Regions from separate parts of the Mus musculus genome. Here region 2 is linked to region 1. The links are chromatin contacts, called in public Hi-C maps. All regions are on one chromosome and are shown on one strand. The core of a region is the stretch at or near the end of the contact, and the rest is flanking DNA. Distances in the headings are between cores, read along the strand shown. Region 1 holds the start of Arglu1 (arginine and glutamate rich 1). Region 2 holds the start of 9530052E02Rik (RIKEN cDNA 9530052E02 gene).

Region 1 (5,434 bases), core at 894-3,393:
GAGAACAGTTGCAGTAATAACACTATAAACCTGACAGCTAACTCCAGTGCTTTGCCTGTATCCCACACCCAACTGTACGAATACAAATACTCAATACTTTTTCAGTCAGTTCCTTTTCCATTCTTCCTTCCACTTTGTTCTCTCAGGGAACCAGGAAGACAGCTTACTCCTTTGGTCCACACACACCCTACAGGCCTGACAGCCTCACCATCGCCTACCCTGCATTCCTGATGAGATACTCCCGCTGAATTTACTATAGTATTACCAGCCATCTGAGCTAGAGCATGTCAGAAGGAGCAAATCGATCATCTTCCTATCAACTGACCCTGGCACTTATTAAAGGTTCAGTAAACTAGCTGAATGAACTAGCCAACCAATATTTGTAAGCAAACTACTTTCCCTCACTCCCAAGGCACCATCTCCATTGTCTTTTCAGTGTATTCTCTGCAAAACATTAGACCACGTTGGAGCAGTGTCTAGTGGATATGGAGAATTTAGTATTAGCATTGGCTGCCAGCCCTGTCCCTTTCCCTTCTCAATGCTAATGGCATAGTTGAACACAGCTCTATCGATGTTTCATTTCATCCTATGCTGTCCACGTGCAATGTGATGACTCCTTTGTTTTCACGTGGAGAACTGTCAACTGTCACACACAACTATGTCTATGTTCTACTAAGCTACAGGCTTGTTCCAGATCCTAACAGGATTCTATGTGGCCAAGGTGTACTGAGAAACAGTACAAGCCAAGACCCCAGTTCCACTACAGTGCTTCGCTGTGTTCAATCCCTTACCTCCCTCCTAGGGGCTTCTGGAAAACCTGCCTACCACAAAAATCTGCCTTCTATTTTTTTGCAGAAAATAGAAACCCCTACACAAGTCATATACACAAACTACCTAGTTCCTGCTTCATAACCACTTATTCAAGTCTTCAGTTAATTACTCCGGAAACGATGGCTGGCTTAACAGGGAACACATATGCTTAGTATTATTGCTCCACGTGGCTGGGGCGGGGGGGGGGAGGGGGGCTGGGCACATCTTTTTTAAAAAAGTACTTCACAACGTTCAAGTTTACTCTGGTTGGGTCATCAACACCTACTTTCACATCGAAAGCCGCCTCACTCAAAACCACGTGATCTTCCCCCAAATTTCAAGTCCAGTCCCCTGATGGGAACCGGTTTTGCCCTAAGTGAAAAATTCGGATAAGAGCGCTCTGAAACTAGAAGCATTTAGGCGGGCAAACAGCAGGGTCAACAGTAGGGTCAAGCATGCTCACTAGAGGGGCTGAGGCCAAGACAAAAAAGAGAGGGGCCGGAGAGGCACCCCGGGTGTCCGCTGCAACTTTGTGCATCTGTCTTTGAACGACCGTATGAAAGGAGGTTCAGAAAGGGCCCACACTCTCAAGCCGGGCGCGCCCCGGGACGGACCCCCGCACAGGTGCCCTGCGCTCCAACGCCTCGGGCCCGGGGATCCGCAGCCCCGCCAACCTCCCGCCTCGCGCCCTCAACTCGGACTTCCGGGCCGGCGCTCCCGCCCCACCCGGCCCCCGTGAGCGCGCCCCGCGCCTCCAGCCGCGCGCCCCTCACATTTTTCGCTGTCGCTCGAACTCCGCCTTCTTCTCCTCCTCCTCGCGCTTCTGCTTCTCGTCCAGGCTGCTGCGCTTGCTCACCGTGCGCCCGAAGATGTCGATGCGGTCGGGCGGGGACGAGGCGCGCTCCCGCTCGCGCCGGGATGCCGCCGCGTTGGTGGAGCGCGAGCGGGAGCGCGACTCCCGCCGCCGGTTCCGTTTGCTCTCCCGGGACTTGGAGCGCTTCCGCACCCGCTCCTTGTCCCGCGAGCGCGAGCGCGAGCGGCTGCGCTTCTTGTTGTGCTTGGAGCTCTTGGTGTGCTTAGAGCGGGACGAGCTCCGGCTCCGCGACCGGCCCATCCTCGCGCCGCGCGGCGCCCGCCGCCTGTCGCCCGCTGCCCGCCGCAGGCCGCCCCCTCGCCGCTGGGAAGCGCGGCCCCCCGCCCGCGGACCCTCCGCCTCGCCCCAAGCGCACCCGCCACGCACACGGCCGCCTCCGCCGCGAAGGCCTAGCAGGCCCGGCCCGGAGTCCCTAAGATGGCAGCTGTGGCAGCACCGGCCGCCCTTCCCACAATGCCCCGCGCCGAGCGTGCCGGCACGAGCCCCGCCCCCTGACGACGTCGCCTAGGAGGGCCGGCGAATGCGGCCGAGCGCGCTCGGCTCTTTCCGCCGCTGCGTGGCAACTAAAGAGAAGAATGCTGGCCAGCCTTCAGGTCTTTAACTTTCACCTCAACAAGACCCACGAAAACCTTAGGAGTTGGAGAATATTTATGATGAGCCTTGGCTGAAAGACAGGATAAGGCCCGAGTAATTGGGAAAGTCCTGTTGTTTCCTTAGCCAGCATTGAGAATGTATCAATTGTGAGTTGGATGTGGTGGTACATGCCCAGAATTTTAGCCCCTAGAAGATGGATCAGAAGGACCAGTTGTCCAAGGTCAGCCTTGGCTATTTAGTAAGTTGGAGGCCAGCTGGGGTTGCACACATACATACATACATACATGCATGCATACATACCAACCAGAACAATTAATAAATTGTTAATAATTTATTGTAAACAAACAATAAATTAGAACAATGCCCAGAGGAGTCCCAAGTTTTCTTAAGAATGTATATGTTAGAGCCAGTTAAATGCTCTTAATAAAGTTTTATTTAAAAGGTTACAGTTTTGTGGATTTTGCCAGCCTGGACTACATAATGAGCTCAAGGCCTAGTCCCAGAGAGCAATAGCTCTCTTTAAAGACATCGAAAAGAAAAATGGGTAGTGGCCTATCTCAATGAGTCTTTTAGTTTTTGAGCTGCTATAGCAAAATACCAATGACTCATTATTTTATACCCAAGAGAAAGTTGTTTCCTACAGTTCTGGAGGCTGAGAACTCTATTAAGTAGTGGATCTGTTTGTGCTAAGGATTCTGTCTGAGCTTCCAGCAGGAGACCTTAGGAGGGGAAAAGAATGCATAAGATAAGGGTTCCCTTGTAAACATCTTAAGAACACTAGGCCAAAAAAACCCCAACCAAACAAAACACACACACACAAAACACACTAGTTGCATTTTTTTTTAAACCAAAGCCCCAGGGCTTACTCTCTTTCCCAAAGGGCCCACCTTTTAATGCTGAAACATTGCATATTAGGTCCAATTCATGAAGTTTAGAGGAAGGGTTCTTCTGGAGGTTCAAAGGCAGTAAGGATTCCACTCTACCTCTCTGTATGTGTGTGTATGTGTAGGTTTTTTTGAGACAGTTTCTCTCTGCAGCCCTGGACAGCTCTGTGGTCTATCATGGAACTAGCTTTGTAGTCCAGTTTGATCTGGAATTCAGAGATCTGCCTGCCTCTGCCTCCCAAATGCTGGGATTAAAGGCGTACACCATCACCATCGTAGCCTCATTCTTTCTTTTTATGTGTGTGTGTGGTGCTGGGGATGTAACCCAAGGTCTTTTTTTTTTTTTTTTTTTTTTTCTGAGACAGGGTTTCTCTGTGTAGCTGTCCTGGAACTCACTTTGTAGATCAGGCTGGCTTCGAACTCAGAAATCCGCCTGCCTCTGCCTTCCAAGTGCTGGGATTAAAGGCATGTGCCACCACTGCCCGGCATAAACCAAGGTCTTGAGCAAGTGCCCTGGCCCGTACCACCTTCTTATGAGAGTTGAGTGTAGTTTCCCTCCAGGCTCCAGAGCACCCTCATCTTCATGACATCTGCAGACATTCCATCCTGTGTTTCAAGATAGACAGGAGTTTGAGGGTAACACCACCATCAGACTTTCAGTACCTTAGCTGGCTGTCAGTCACTTTAGCAATATTCTGTCTTGCTGAGAAATTCCCCTTGAGAGAGGCACAGTCCCCTGATCTGCCTTTCAGCAGTGAACCCATGCCAGGCCCAGCACCTGGAACACAGGGTGAGGGGACATTTGGCTAGCATCATGAATCAGTAAATAAATACAACAATCTTGTCTGGCCTCCATAGTAATGTAAAACAGCTTTCTAGAGAATTTTAAATGACAGGATTTTGCACACCTTCAACCCAGAGTAAGCCACTTTCATCACAGCTCTCTCTGGTCATTGAATCTGGAGAACTCTAACTTCCAAAAACTACCTTTTGTTTCAGTCTGAAACTGTTCTTTTCTGAACAATGCAAACAGCCTTTCCCCTAAAGATAAATGACCAGATATCTAATTCTTCATCTGAAATGGAGGCTGGGAGATCTAATACCATCCCAGGTTAATTTTAAGTGTATTCAGAACAAAAGAAGGCTCTCAGCCCGGCCATGGTACTTTAATCTCAGCACTTGGGAGGCAGAGGCAGGCAGATTTCTGAGTTCAAGGCCAGCTTGGTCTACAAAGTGAGTTCCAGGACAGCCAGGGCTACACAGAGAAACCCTGTCTCGAAAAACCAAACCAACCAACCAAACAAACAAACAAAAAAGAAGGCTCTCCTGTGCTTCAGGAAGAAACTAACAGAATCTTTTACTAAGGGAAAGGCTCTTCTGTGTGCAAAAAGCACACACAAGTATGAGATGCAAGGATCTGGGACCATCCTGTTCAAATGGCAGAGCAAGAGCTGTTGATGGTACCAGGTTGAAAGGCACAGGACTTCCTTCCCAGAAATTTGTTTGAATTGCACAGGATCACAGAACAGTGACAAGGTGGTAACACGGGCTGATCCCTGAGAGCTGGGACCAGTAACCAGTCCAAAGTCAAGGCCAAATCTAGAGCAAATGTAAATGTAAACATCATAAGAGAAGGCTTTTGTGGACCACTGCAGCACAGAGAAGCCCTGGCCAGCTCATCTGTACCGATCAGGTTAGGGAGTTTTTAGAGTTAGGGAAAAGGCGGTCCTTCTCAAGACAGTATTTCTGGAAGCTCTGGTGCAGAGAAGGAGAGCTGAGATAGCACCCAGAAGGTTTGAGTAGGAGGCTGGCCAAGGCCACAGACACCAGGAAGAGAGGCGAACTTAACTAAAAGGTCGACTAGCAAACACATTCTCATTCCTCCCTGAAGACAAAAGAAGTCAGCTCATGAAGGAGGCAAGGAAAAGACCATAAAGGGCCTGTGTGTAGCCACATCACAGAAAGCAAGAGCGCTTCAGAGAACCTAATTTGAAGCACATAAGGAAGGGGGCTGTCTTTGCAAGCAGCCATATCCTGAACGCAAAAGGTAGGACATTTTCTGGACCTTCCCCGTGGTTTGGGGGCACCCGGCTTGGATATAAGTCCACTCTGCCAACAGGAAGGCACTGGAAGGACAGCTGAATAGCGTTCTTTTCCACATTCTCCGACCCTCTCTATAGAGATTTTCCTTCCCTCTGGAGACCTGCTTTCACCATTCCTTGTAAAGTCGCTTCCTTAGTAACTTTCTCCTGTGTTGGTTTACTAATGGTGT
Region 2 (5,434 bases), core at 1,879-4,378, 2.3 Mb after region 1:
GGAAACCCACGGAGGTCTCTCTGCGCATGGGAGAACTGCTGCCTCCAGGACAGCCAATCAAAGCTCCGGGCTGACCGGGGTTCCACGGCCTAGCCTGTGGCACTGGGGGCACAGCCACCAAGGGCTGTGCCTGTCCTGGGGATGTGGGCGGCTCATCACCTCCTCCCAGGGTACTGCTGCCTTCACTGCTTTTCCTGAGTGAGACATTTTCCACAGAGGCCGAATTGTGGCGCTTGGAATTGTGGGCAAAGGATGGGGACACTGGGGTGACGGTGGTGGTAGAGGAAAAGGTCTCTGAACTGTGGCGACGACGTCCCCCCTGTGGGTCTGCACGGATGACCTTAGCACCCCGGTGGGGGTCAGGGGGCTGGCTGACTTGAAGGAAAGCCTCCACCCCAGATACCTGATCCATGAGACTTAGCCGCTTCAAGCCCGATGTGGGACTGGCCACTCGGGCACCTTCTGGCTTTGGAGGTGCCACGATAGGTTGTGGCGGGGTTGCAGCCACACCAAAGGCCATCTCGGTATAGTCACCATTATCCCCAGGCTCGGAGGACATTGAGGAGCCAGCAGTGGGACCCTGGGAAGTGGCAGCTGATGCTGGAGGCAGGCGGTATAGGTCTCCCGGGGCAGGTGGCAGAGGCTGCTGTAAGGAGGAAGGGGAAGTGGAAGGACGTGGGGGCAGTGGTGGGTATGGGGATGAAGCCTCTGGAGAGAGAAGGCCATCCATGGAGCCTACTGTGTCCCCACTGCGGGTGCTAGGCTTGGGGGACTTGGGAGAACTGAAGTCCAGGTTCATATAGTCAGAGAGTGGAGAGCGCTGCCGGCTGTCGCTGCTGGTGCCTGGGGTTCCTGAACCCAGGGATGAAGCAGGACTACTAGCTGAGAGCAGTGAAGAAGATGAGGCCGCGGATGCCAGTAGTGGGGGGGCAGGCGGAGACAGACGGGTACCTGCCTCACCAAAGTCAATGTTGATGTACTCGCCAGGGCTCTTGGGCTCTGTGGGTAGAGGGTACTCTTGCATGCTGGGAAGGGTCTGCAGTCCCTCTAGCGATAGGCGTGTAGGCCGCACTGCCCGACATCGCTGGCCCAGGAAGCCCTCAGGGCGGCCACCGATGGCACTCGGCCTCATGGAGGAAGGCACTGCTGAGTGATGAGGCTGGGTATGACTACCACCAGCTGCCCCAAAGGTGCCAGCCCCTGGGGTGGCCTGGGGCTCCAGTCTCTCCTCTTCCAAGATCCGGCCCACAGGGGAGCTCATGAGCACATACTGGTCATTGTCTCCGCTGCAGGAACAGGGAGCCTTATAAGAGCGGGGCAAAGAGCTGTAGCAGTGGCCCGGGATGCCTTTGAGGCCTTCACTGCCTCCACGCAAAGCTGCTGAGAAGTCAGGTGGGGTCCCTGCAGTGCCTGCCTCGCTGGGGGACATGTTGAGGTAGTCCCCGTTGGGGAGTAGCTTAGGGTCTGGGTTCTCCATAGACAGCTTGGAGCCACACCACATTCGCATGTACCCACTGTCTTCTGGGGAGCTCTCCGCTGGGGAGCTGGCTTTGTAGCCACCTCCGTTTACTGGGAAGGTCCTGCCCACCCCTGAAGGGGGTGCTGGCACGGCTGCTCCGGAAGGGGGCAAGGCCGCTGCCAAGCGTGGCTGCAGGATCTGCTTGGGAGCAGACACGCTTGTGGGGCTCATGGGCATGTAGTCATCGCTCTTGCAGCTATTGGGACCACCACTCCTAAGGGCTGCCCCAGGGGTCATGGGCATGTAGCCATCATCTGCCCCCAGGTTACTGCTGGAACTCTTGTGAGAACCAATCTCAATGTCTCCATAGTCCTCTGGGTAAGGGTTGTAGGCCACTTTGGGAGAGGACGCAGGGAAGGATGGGCAGAGGCGACCTGAACTACCAGAGAAGGTGGCCCTCATGAGAGTGTATTCATCTAGAGAGGCAGAGGAAGGCTGAGGTACCTGCCGCTGCCTGGCAGGCGTGGTTAGGGAATAAGTCCTCTTCCTCAGTCCTCTATCCAGGTCCTGGGCCCCATCCCCTGAGACCCTACGGTAAGGGCGGCCACAGTGGCTCAGGGGTCTATCCATGCTCATGTACCCATAGAGTTCGCCCCCACTGCCATCTCTGGCTGGCGGGGTCTCCGCTATTGACTCGGGTGTGTTGCTCCTGTGGCTACTGAAGGCTCTCAGGTCGCCAGGGCTGGAGCCATACTCGTCAAGGGACATGAAACCCGGGTCGCTGGGGGAGCCCGAGGCGGAGGCACTACCGCTGGACGGACGCTGGCCTTGGGGGTGATGCAGTGGATGAGGCAGGTGCGGGTGGGAGCCAGGTGGCAGCGGGTAGGAGCCCGAGCCGTGCCCACTGCTGGAGGACAGGCTGCCTGGGCTGGTGGCTGCAGGAGGTGAGTGCGCCACGGGCATGGACATGGAGCGGCTGTGTTGCAGGGCTCCCCCTGCCGGCGCCAGAGTCACTTTGCTCGGGCGGCCTCCGCAGCCGGCGCTCAGGGTGTGCGAGCGGCTAAGGGGCGCGCGCACCGGCCCGGGACTCAGGGGGCTCCCTGCCACCGACATCGGCCTGCCTCCTGCCGTCCCGGCCCCGCCTGCCGCGCCGCCGTCGCCCTCGCTGGCCGTACGAACCCGGCACGAAGTGCACTTGGCTGCTGGGGGGGTGGCCGCCAGGCTGTCAGTGCGCGAGCGGCGCACCAGGCCGGTCTGGCTAGGGGGTAGGTTGACTAGGTGGTGGTGGCGGCGCGCGCCCGGCACGCTGATGGGATGCGTGGCTGACGACCCGGACGACTGACTCTTGCTGCGAGGCCGGAACTCGAAGAGCTCTTTGAGTGCCTTCATAGCTTCTAGGATGGTCTCATGGATGTTCTGCGCCACCACCGAGTCGTCGGCTTGCATCCACAGCTCCCCGGGACCGGTGACGGCCGAACGGCCCACCTCGATGAAGAAGAAGCTGTCCGAGTGGCCGCAGCGGCGAATGTTCATAAGCTGCAGCGTCACCGACGGCTGTTCGCAATTGAGCTTCACGAAGCCGATGGTGCGCGCAGACAGGCATAGGCGGTATACACCAGTCAGGTTCTTGCTCTGGCCCAGTCCCTTAGGTTTCAGGTTCACCTGCCACACCTCGCGGTAGACGGCCGTGGCGGGTGTCACGAGCCCGTAGTTGTCATCGCAGCCAGCGGCGCCCGCTGAGCCGCCCAGGACGCCCGGGAGAGAGGCGCTGCAAGAGCCTCCGGTGGTGCCCGAGCCCCCCTCGCCAGAGCGGCCTTCGCTGACCAAGTCGGTGAGTGCGCGGTACCAGCCCTCCTGCTCCTGCTCGTTCTCCGCCGCTACAGCGAAGTACTCGTCCTTGGTGTAGAGGGCGATCAGGTACTTGTGCTTGGCGTCCGCGCGCTTGTTGATGTTCAGACAGCAGTCGAGCGCGATCACTCGCTTCGGCGCGCCCGCCTTGCTCCTCCACTTCTTCTCGCTCTCGTAGTACTCCAGCCGCGGAGGCTGCGGCGGCGACCCCCCAGCCGCGGATGCCTCGTCGCCGCCCGTGCCGGGGCCGCGCAACACGAAAAAGCGCTTGTGGCCGTGCTTCTGCTTGCGCAGGTAGCCGCACTTGCGCACGCTGTGGTTGTTGTTGTTGTTGTTGTTATTGAGGTTCGGGCCGTCCCCGCCCGCCGACGCGGGGGGCCCAGGCAGGGGCGCGCTAGCCATCGCCGCCGCTTCAGGTCTCTCTGCCCGGCTGGGCGAACAGGGGATGGCGAGGGCCGAGGGGCGCGGGCGGGGGCGGCTCCCCGCCACCCGTCGCCCGGCCGCCCGGCCACGCGCGCGCGTCCCCCGGGCCCAGGCGGTGGGCTAGGAGGCGCGCGCGGCTCGGTGGCGCAGGGCCCTCCGCCGCTCCGAAGGATGCTCGGTGCGGGCGATGGCCACCCCCCCGCTTCGACTGTCCGCTGCCGCTGCTTCCCGGGCTCTCGGGCGGCGCCCGGGGACTGGCTGGCTGGGTCGAGAGTCGGGGTCCCCGAGTCGCGGGGCCGAGCTTAGAACGCGCGCGGCCCGTCTGCTGCCACCGTTCTGCACTGCGCGACGACGGTCTGCGTCCGGACACTCGGGGCCCACACTGCCACTGGGGCCGCTGCTGCCGTTGCTGCCGCTGCTGCTGCTGCCACCAACGACGACCCGGGCTTGTCGCGGTCCCCGCCGCACAGTGAGTAACACATCGCGCACCGAGTGACTGAACTAAGAGCAAAACAACACGTGACTCTGCGTTACGCAGGCACACTCGCGCGGACGCCCCGCCCCGCAGCCCTGCATTGGCGCCGCGTTCCCCGACGGACAGCGAGACGGACCAATGAGCGTGAGGCACGGGGGGGGGGGGGAGGCGGACCGACACCGGGCTGCGTTTCCCGCCGTCCCCTCCCTCCCCCTCTCCGAGGCCGGGCCGGGGCTCGGCGGGGGCCGGGCCGGGCTCATTAATCAGGGGCTCGTTGTGGATGCGGGCGGGGGCGATGCCACCCAAGGCGGGAAGCCCGCCGTGGAGAAGGCGGGTGCGGGGTTTGTGCTCCCGCCTCGCGTCCCACTAACTGGCCCCAGGCTTCCGCCGCGGAGGGGGAACGGGGGCGGGAGGTCGGATCTGGTGCGGGGCGGCGGTCGGACCCCAGCAGCCGGGGTGGGCGCGCGGCGCAGGGCGGTGCCCGCTGTGGGTGGCAGGCGCGCGGCCCGGCTTGTTTACGAGCATCGTTGCCCGCGAGCTCCGGGTCGATGGCAGCTCGGTGCCTTTTCCCGGCGGCGAGCCGATCGAGGGGCGCCCCGGAACCCGCCCCACCCTCCGCAGGCGTCCGCCCCCGGCCGTGGGCTCTTTCCGGGGCGTCATCAGAGCCATTCACTTGTCAGGTTCCCGGGAAGTGGAAGTCGCCTGTTCTGGATGTAATAGGAGAGAGGAGGAGGGCGTGCTGGCGTAGGAAAATGCGGTTTCCATAGTGCCGGGAAAGGGCGGGCCTGGGCGGGAGCGGGGAGCTGGGAGCGAGTGCTGGCGGGCGTCCTCCCCACGCCCCGCGCCCTCACCGCTCCCGGCCCGCGCCCCAAACCGTGTTCACCCAGCACCCGGGCTATGGGCGGGCGTCGCCGAACCTAGGAGCGCGGCCGCGGGCACAGCGCCAAGCCAAAGATGCCCTTGAACTGCTGCTTTGAATTTCTCTATCTACGTGGCCTTTGTGACTTTCAAAGTCGAGGGCAAATAAGCACCTGCATGTCTTCTCTCCTAACTGACAGCGTGAGGGCCGCTAGGAAGGGCAATGGTCCGCGCTCACGGAAGGCGGGCTTGGAACCCTGCTCTGGATGCGTAAACAAAACAAACCCTTGCCCATCTAGGGAGAAAGTATCTAAATGAAACAATTCAGGACCAGAGTTTATCTTACAATTTAACCTTGGTTATTTTGTTCT

Evidence for each region. A called contact is a pair of places that touch in the nucleus more often than the background predicts.
Region 2: a Hi-C map of CD8 T cells shows a contact between it and region 1, with 4 times the contacts expected there. The contact joins the promoter of 9530052E02Rik here to the promoter of Arglu1 in region 1. A contact is called at or near these places in 3 of 484 Hi-C or Micro-C datasets (CD4 T cells, CD8 T cells and embryonic stem cells) and 1 of 115 datasets of contacts at active chromatin or transcription factors (thymic regulatory T cells).

The regions. Positions count from the first base shown.
Region 1 is chr8:8,688,394-8,693,827 of GRCm38.p6, forward strand. It overlaps Arglu1 (arginine and glutamate rich 1), which reads right to left and starts at 2,144. Exons shown (of 4, transcript NM_176849.3): 1 at 1,584-2,144. The coding sequence starts at 1,924. It overlaps Mir7654 (microRNA 7654), which reads right to left and starts at 1,769; the gene lies at 1,700-1,769.
Region 2 is chr8:11,004,722-11,010,155 of GRCm38.p6, forward strand. 9530052E02Rik (RIKEN cDNA 9530052E02 gene) reads left to right here and starts at 3,129. Exons shown (of 5, transcript NR_046017.1): 1 at 3,129-3,290. Irs2 (insulin receptor substrate 2) reads right to left here and starts at 4,208. Exons shown (of 2, transcript NM_001081212.2): 1 at 1-4,208. The coding sequence starts at 3,709.